Linked DNA regions of Mus musculus: region 2 is linked to region 1. A link is a contact called in public HiChIP or PLAC-seq data. All regions are on one chromosome and are shown on one strand. The core of a region is the stretch at or near the end of the contact, and the rest is flanking DNA. Distances in the headings are between cores, read along the strand shown. Region 1 overlaps Gm34490 (a long non-coding RNA gene). Region 2 holds the start of Slc16a1 (solute carrier family 16 (monocarboxylic acid transporters), member 1).

Region 1 (2,826 bases), core at 171-2,670:
ATTTCTGAGTTCGAGGCCAGCTTGGTCTACAGAGTGAGTTCCAGGACAGCCAGGGCTATACAGAGAAAACCTGTCTCAAAAAAAACAAAAAATAAAAAAAGAAAGAAAAAAAGAAAAAGAAAGAAAGAAAGAAGAAAAGAAAAGAGAAAAGAGGTTTGCAGGCATGATGCATGCCTTTAATCCCAGCTCTTGGGAAGTATAGGCACAAGGATTGAGTTTGAGGCCAGCCAGGTCTACATAGCAAGCGCCAGGACTACATAATAGAGAAACCCTCTTTCAAGAAAAGAGGCCAGGCCATGGTGGCCCATGCCTTTATTCCCAGCACTTAGGAGGCAGAGGCAAGCAGCTTTCTGAGTTCGAGGCCAGCCTGGTCTAGGGAATGAGTTGCAGGACAGCCAGGGCTACACAGAGAAACCCTATCTTGAAAAAGAAAGAAAGAAAGAAAGAAAGAAAGAAAGAAAGAAAGAAAGAAAGAAAGAAAGAAAGGAAGAAAGAGAGAGGGGGGAGAGAGAGACTGACTGACTATTGGACTAAATTAGAGTTGAATTAATTATTGCCCACACTTATTCACTTTGTTTTTGAGACATGGAGTCCTCTAGTAGCCTAGGCTGGCCTCCAACTCATGATCAGGAAAGCACTACTAGGCCAGGTTTTGAGACCTGCTATATTTAACCCCCGCATGCCTTTCAATCAGAGCAGGCCATGTGATGAAAGACAGCTGTGACAAATTGTTGCAGGTATCTTCAGGAGGAGAAAAACATCGAATGTTAAAGCTGTGTATAATTTTGTTTTGCAGTGCATTTCTCTAGGGGCTAAATTTCCTTGCCCACTTTCTGAATCCTGTCTGAGGGGCAGGGGTGTCACTTTACCACATTAATTCTCCTCACAGTAAACTCCCTGGTGAAATAGGGCTGGTCATTTTACCATTTTACCCAGGAGTAGAAAACTGGGACTTGGAGATGAAGGGAATTGATCTGAAGGAGGCTGGAGGGAACAGGGTACGGGATCTTTAGACTGAAACACTCTAACAAAGGCTTTGCTTGCAAGTCTCCTGGTTATTTAGACTCCTCTCAGGGGCTGTTTGACAGCCCGAAGAGTAAACACCCACATTTCCTTAACTCTTATTTAAGTTATTTCATTGTTTTGCGGTGGTGTCAACTCAAAGCCTGTGCACCTGCACTGTCTAACAGTTAGAGGCTAACTGAACTACCTACCCCTGCCCCCCTCAGACAGGATTCAGAAAGCGGGCGAGGAAATTTAGTCCCCAGAGAAACGTACTGCAAGACAAAAGCATACACAGCTTTAAAATTCAATGTTTTTCTTCTCCAGAAGATACCCGCAGCAGTTTGTCACGGCTGTTTTTCATCGCATGGCCTGCTCTGATTGAAAGGCATGTGGGGGTTAAATATAGCAGCAGCAGCAGCAGCATCTGTGATGCAACCTTCTCTGGCCTGGCCAGGACAAGTCTGCGGCATTAAACTTAGGAAGGAAAGAAGGCAAGAGTGTCTCAACCCTCCAGGGCATGAAAGAGAAACTCCTTTTCCTGGCCATTTTCAGGGCAAGAGGAGAGACAGAGTATAAAGACAGGAAAGGGAGAATGGGAGGATGTTAGCCATCTGTCAGGTCTCTGGCAGTCCAGTCAGAGCCAGAACCTGGGAATCAGCAGTTTGCTGAAGTGAAGGTGGCCAGATGCCCTACCCAGGAACCACACATCACCCATTGCATTTTGCAAAGCGATCTGCCTAAAGTGGCCAGTCGCTTCGGGAGGCCCACTCCCGGCTTACTCTTTCCAAGACCTCCCTTTTCTTTCCCCCCTCCTTAAGGGAACAACTTAATAGCAGCAGTAATGAAACTTTAATTTGAAAATGGGCTGAAATGGACACACCAAATTGGCCATTGTGGCTGGAAGCTGGTGCGCAGTTCGGAGAGCGGCTGCGTGTTGCTCTCCACTGCTCTCCGTGACAGCCAGGGTGATTTAGTGGATTAAGTGTGTAAGGAGGGATGGGCGGAAGCAGCCTGTAGAGAAACTGAGCACCTTGATGGGCACAGGAAGCTTGATTTAAACTGTTATGGATTCTCTCTCCGGCTCGGTAGCAGCCCTGTTCCGTAGGTTAGCTGTAGCCTCATTTCGTGGTCAGTGTGTCTTAGAGCTCTTTCGTCAGAATCATTTTGGGTTTGTCTTGTGTTGTGTTTTTTAAGAGTCTCAACTATGGAGCCGGGTGTGGTGGCGCACGCCTTTAATCCCTGCAGAGGCAGGCGGATTTCTGAGTTTGAGGCCAGCCTGGTCTACAAAGTGAGTTCCAGGACAGCCAGGGCTATACAGAGAAACCCTGTCTCGAACACCCCCCCCCCCAAAAAAAAGAGTCTCAACTATGTAGCTCATGAACTGCTGCCTCTGTCCCCCAAGCACTGGGATTTACAGATGTGCAACCACTATGCCCAGCTTGTTGTTATTACTGCTGGCAAAGAGTGGAGGCATCTATCTATCTATTTATTTATTTACTTATTTACTTATTTATTTTGTTTTTTGAGACAGGGTTTTATTGTGTAACAGTTCTGACTCTCCTGGAATTCACTTTGTAGACCAGGCTGGCCTTGAACTCACAGAGATACACTTGCTAACTCACAGAGATACACTTGCTCCTGCCTCCTGAATGCTGGGATTAAAAGTATTTGCCACCATGCATAGCCAATTAAATTTTTTAAAAAAGAATTTCCCACTAATTCAAAAATTTAAAATGTATGTACCATACCTATAAATAAAATATAAATACAAAACATTTAAAGAGATAGTAAATGCTGTAAAACGACTTTAAAAACAAACAA
Region 2 (3,057 bases), core at 32-2,531, 73 kb after region 1:
TACATAATAAGGCCATGTCTCAAAACACAAAATTAAACAAATAATCTTAGCGGTAGGGAGACAGAGGCGGGTTGATTTTTTTTTTTTTTTCATGTTTGCTCTCTTAGTTCGAAGCCAGCCTGATCTACATGATGAGTTCCAGGCCAGGTGGAGCTATACACACACACGAGGCTATCTCAAAAAAAAAAAAAAAAAAAAAAAAAAAAAACAAGAAATCAAAAACAACCAACCAAATACCCATCTCGTAATAATAAAAATATCAAGGGTCCTGGCCATCAAGAGTACTCACTAGTTTACCACTTCAAGACACTTTGGAATCTGGGCTTGGTGAAGAACCGAAAATGGCTCTTGTGACACCAGGCTCTGTGGCTTTGACTTTAAATGTTGGCGACTTCCTAGCCTGGTGACTTCTGCCAGTTAACCTCGTGAAGCCCGGGGTTCCTTAGTTACAAGATCTTCTTGGCACCTAATACGGTTGTGAAGATCATACAAGATAATTCTGGTACAGTGCTTACTTAGCATGCAACTGTCCTAATCCCACTAGCCATAATCCCGACCCGTCCCCCAAATCCAGTGTTCATAAACTTCTGGCCTAAGAGCATGCTCATATCAGCGTTTCCAACGTACACACTCTCTGCCCCGGGGCCAGTTTCTCCTGACCGGCTTGTCCTTAAACTAAGCGTTCATCAAATGCCACAGGTCAGGCTCTGTGACGAGATACTTGCGTAAAATCGCACATTAAACTTCCTAACGCCTCCATAGTGGCTGATGTAGCGCAAGGAAACAGGCCCGGAGGGTTCCAGCAACTTCCCAGGGTCCCCGAGCCCGGGTTCCAGGCCCACATCGGAGTCTACCAGTGTCCGTCCATTCAAAATGCTGTTCAGTCCCCGGACTCCGACGGTCCATCGCCTTCGCCCTCTGCACCTCAGGGTCCGCCCTCAGGGCAGTTTTTTTTTCCCCTTTTCTCCTCCAGAGCCTGAGGGGTGAGGCCCACGATGGCGTCCCCGGCACGCGCCAAAAGAAGCTACCCCCTCAGAGCGCTGATAAGGATGTGCGGGGTCTCCGGGCCGCGGCGCCGGGTCACGTGGCGGGAAGGGGGGCGCCGGCGCGCGCGCCCGAGCGAGCGAGCGGGCACGCGCAGCCCGCAGCGTGTGGAGGCGCGAGATGCCGAGCTGGGAGTATGTATGGCAGGGAGGGGGCGGCGGCCGGGAAGGCCGACTCCACCCCCTGTGCGCATGCTCCGGCCCCCGCGGGTTATAAGGCAGCCGCGCCTGCCCCGCCAGACAAAGTGGCGAGCTGCGACGTGACTGGTCGGTCGTGTAGGTGCAGCAGCCAAGGAGCCCGGCGGCGGGCAGGGGACACGAGCGGGACCCCCCCGGCTCCGAGGAACTGCGGCCCGCGCCGCCGCGTCACGCATACTCCGGGCGCCGCGAGACACACATAACGGTTAGTCCGGGCTGAGCGGGCAGCGCGCGGCACGGAATCCGCGGTGCCCTTGGTGCCCCGGTGGGGTCGCGGAGCCCCGCGGGCACGCGGGGACTTTCCTCCCTGGGGCAAGGGTCGGGGCGAGCGACGCGGCATCCTGGGCGCGCGGAGCCGCGTGGCCCGGAACGTGGCGTGGGTGAAGGGGACCTTGAGGCGCTGGGCACAGCGTCTCTCCCGGCCGAGCTGCGGGCCCGTGGTCAGGTGGCGGCCGCCGGGCTGCGGGAGTCGGGTCATGGTGCCCGGTGACCTTGGGGGAGACGCTTCCAGCGCTGCCTACTCTAGGCGCCTGGAGAGATGCTTAGGTCGGGAAGAGGGACGACCTGAGGCCGCTTCACGTGGTGCACTCCTGCCGCCTTCTGCTGGGGCGGGAGTTACTTAGGACTCGTGGCATACCCGCCCAGCCTCCCCGGTCTGCCAATCGGTGTCCCACCAGGTGACTTGCTAGAGTGGTGTGAGGAATGTGAGGAGCTGCATTGCGGACCGCCGGTACAAGACTACGGGGTTCGAGTGAACTTTGAGGAAGGGGCTCTTTATGGTCCAACCTGTGGCTTCGGCGCGTCTGCCGCGGGCACGGGGTCCCAAGGCATCCCTGTGGAGCAGATTTAAACGTCCTTATATTTGGTCAGAGCACACTTTCTGGGCCAAGTACATCCCTTTGCCGAGTACATTTTAGCTTTTCTTTATGATGGCGTTTTTGGTGCAACCAGCAGTTACGAAAACTAGCGTCTGATCACTCAACCAGGAAACGCACGTGTTACTACTTCAGTCTTTTCCCGTTTTCCAGTGGCTCATTATAAACTGGCGGGCTACTGCTAGTAGTTACACAGTGACAAACTACTTTTGTTTTTTTTTACCCATAACTAATTTTGAAATCTTAAGGCGTCATTCCGCTTAGGCTCGGGGTGTGTTGCTCAGTGGCATGAGTACCTACCTGCCTGGCCTACCATGCCTGAGGCTCCAAAGTTTGATCGTCGGCATTGAAAAAAAATTACTTTGGTTTTAAATGAGTATATGCTGATGTGTGAGATTAGTAATTGTACGAGAGTTTGGGAAAGGGTGGATGGGAATTAAATCAAGCAGGGTGGGTTTTTGTTCTCGTGTTTTGCTTGTTTTTCTCAGCTGAATAAGAGACTCTTGAATTTATTTATTCATCATTCATTTATTTTAATTAAGTGGTAAATGGTGCTTCTAAGTCCAAGTCTTCGGGGATGTGTATGTGTGTGTGTGTGTGTGTGTGTGTGAGAGAGAGAGAGAGAGAGAGAGAGAGAGAGAGAGAGAGGAAAAAAGGAGAAGGAAGTGGTCAGTCCATCGCCTTAACCTTTCGGAAATTAAATCCAAGGTGTACAGGCAGGAGGTATAGGCTTTACATAGTGAGACCCTTCTCAAAAAAAAAAAAAAAAAAGTAAAAATGACTAAATTTTACAACTTTGCTTTCCAAGTATCATAAGAAATGACCAATAATTCAAGACTTTAGATGGGGGGGGGGGGTCGACACAGAGCTTCTCTGTGTATCCCTGGCTGTCCTGGAACTCTGTTGACCAGGTTGGCCTTGAGCGCAGAAGAGATCTGCTT

Evidence for each region. HiChIP or PLAC-seq counts read pairs in DNA pulled down with a chosen protein or histone mark.
Region 2: an H3K4me3 HiChIP or PLAC-seq map of the SCID.adh cell line shows a contact between it and region 1, with 22 read pairs. The contact joins the promoter of Slc16a1 here to the enhancer-like site in region 1. A contact is called at or near these places in 15 of 39 promoter capture datasets (the 3T3-L1 cell line, 3T3-L1-derived adipocytes, the C10 cell line and 8 more), 1 of 15 datasets of contacts at CTCF or cohesin (large pre-B cells), 24 of 484 Hi-C or Micro-C datasets (the AML12 cell line, the HPC-7 cell line, the N1E-115 cell line and 14 more), 20 of 115 datasets of contacts at active chromatin or transcription factors (the 230-238 cell line, the SCID.adh cell line, acute myeloid leukemia and 13 more) and 2 of 9 other capture datasets (adipose tissue and embryonic stem cells).

What each region holds. Positions count from the first base shown.
Region 1 is chr3:104,564,376-104,567,201 of GRCm38.p6, forward strand. All of the region lies in intron 1 of Gm34490 (a long non-coding RNA gene), which reads left to right. Among named protein-coding and RNA genes, the nearest start is that of Gm34490, 10 kb to the left of the region's middle. Within about 2 kb of position 1,421, at least 50 of the 459 cell types and tissues checked have an H3K27ac peak or open chromatin away from gene starts, as enhancers often do. A contact at or near this core is called in the 230-238 cell line, the N1E-115 cell line, the SCID.adh cell line and 9 more, where this site is marked.
Region 2 is chr3:104,637,383-104,640,439 of GRCm38.p6, forward strand. It overlaps Slc16a1 (solute carrier family 16 (monocarboxylic acid transporters), member 1), which reads left to right and starts at 1,282. Exons shown (of 5, transcript NM_009196.4): 1 at 1,282-1,446.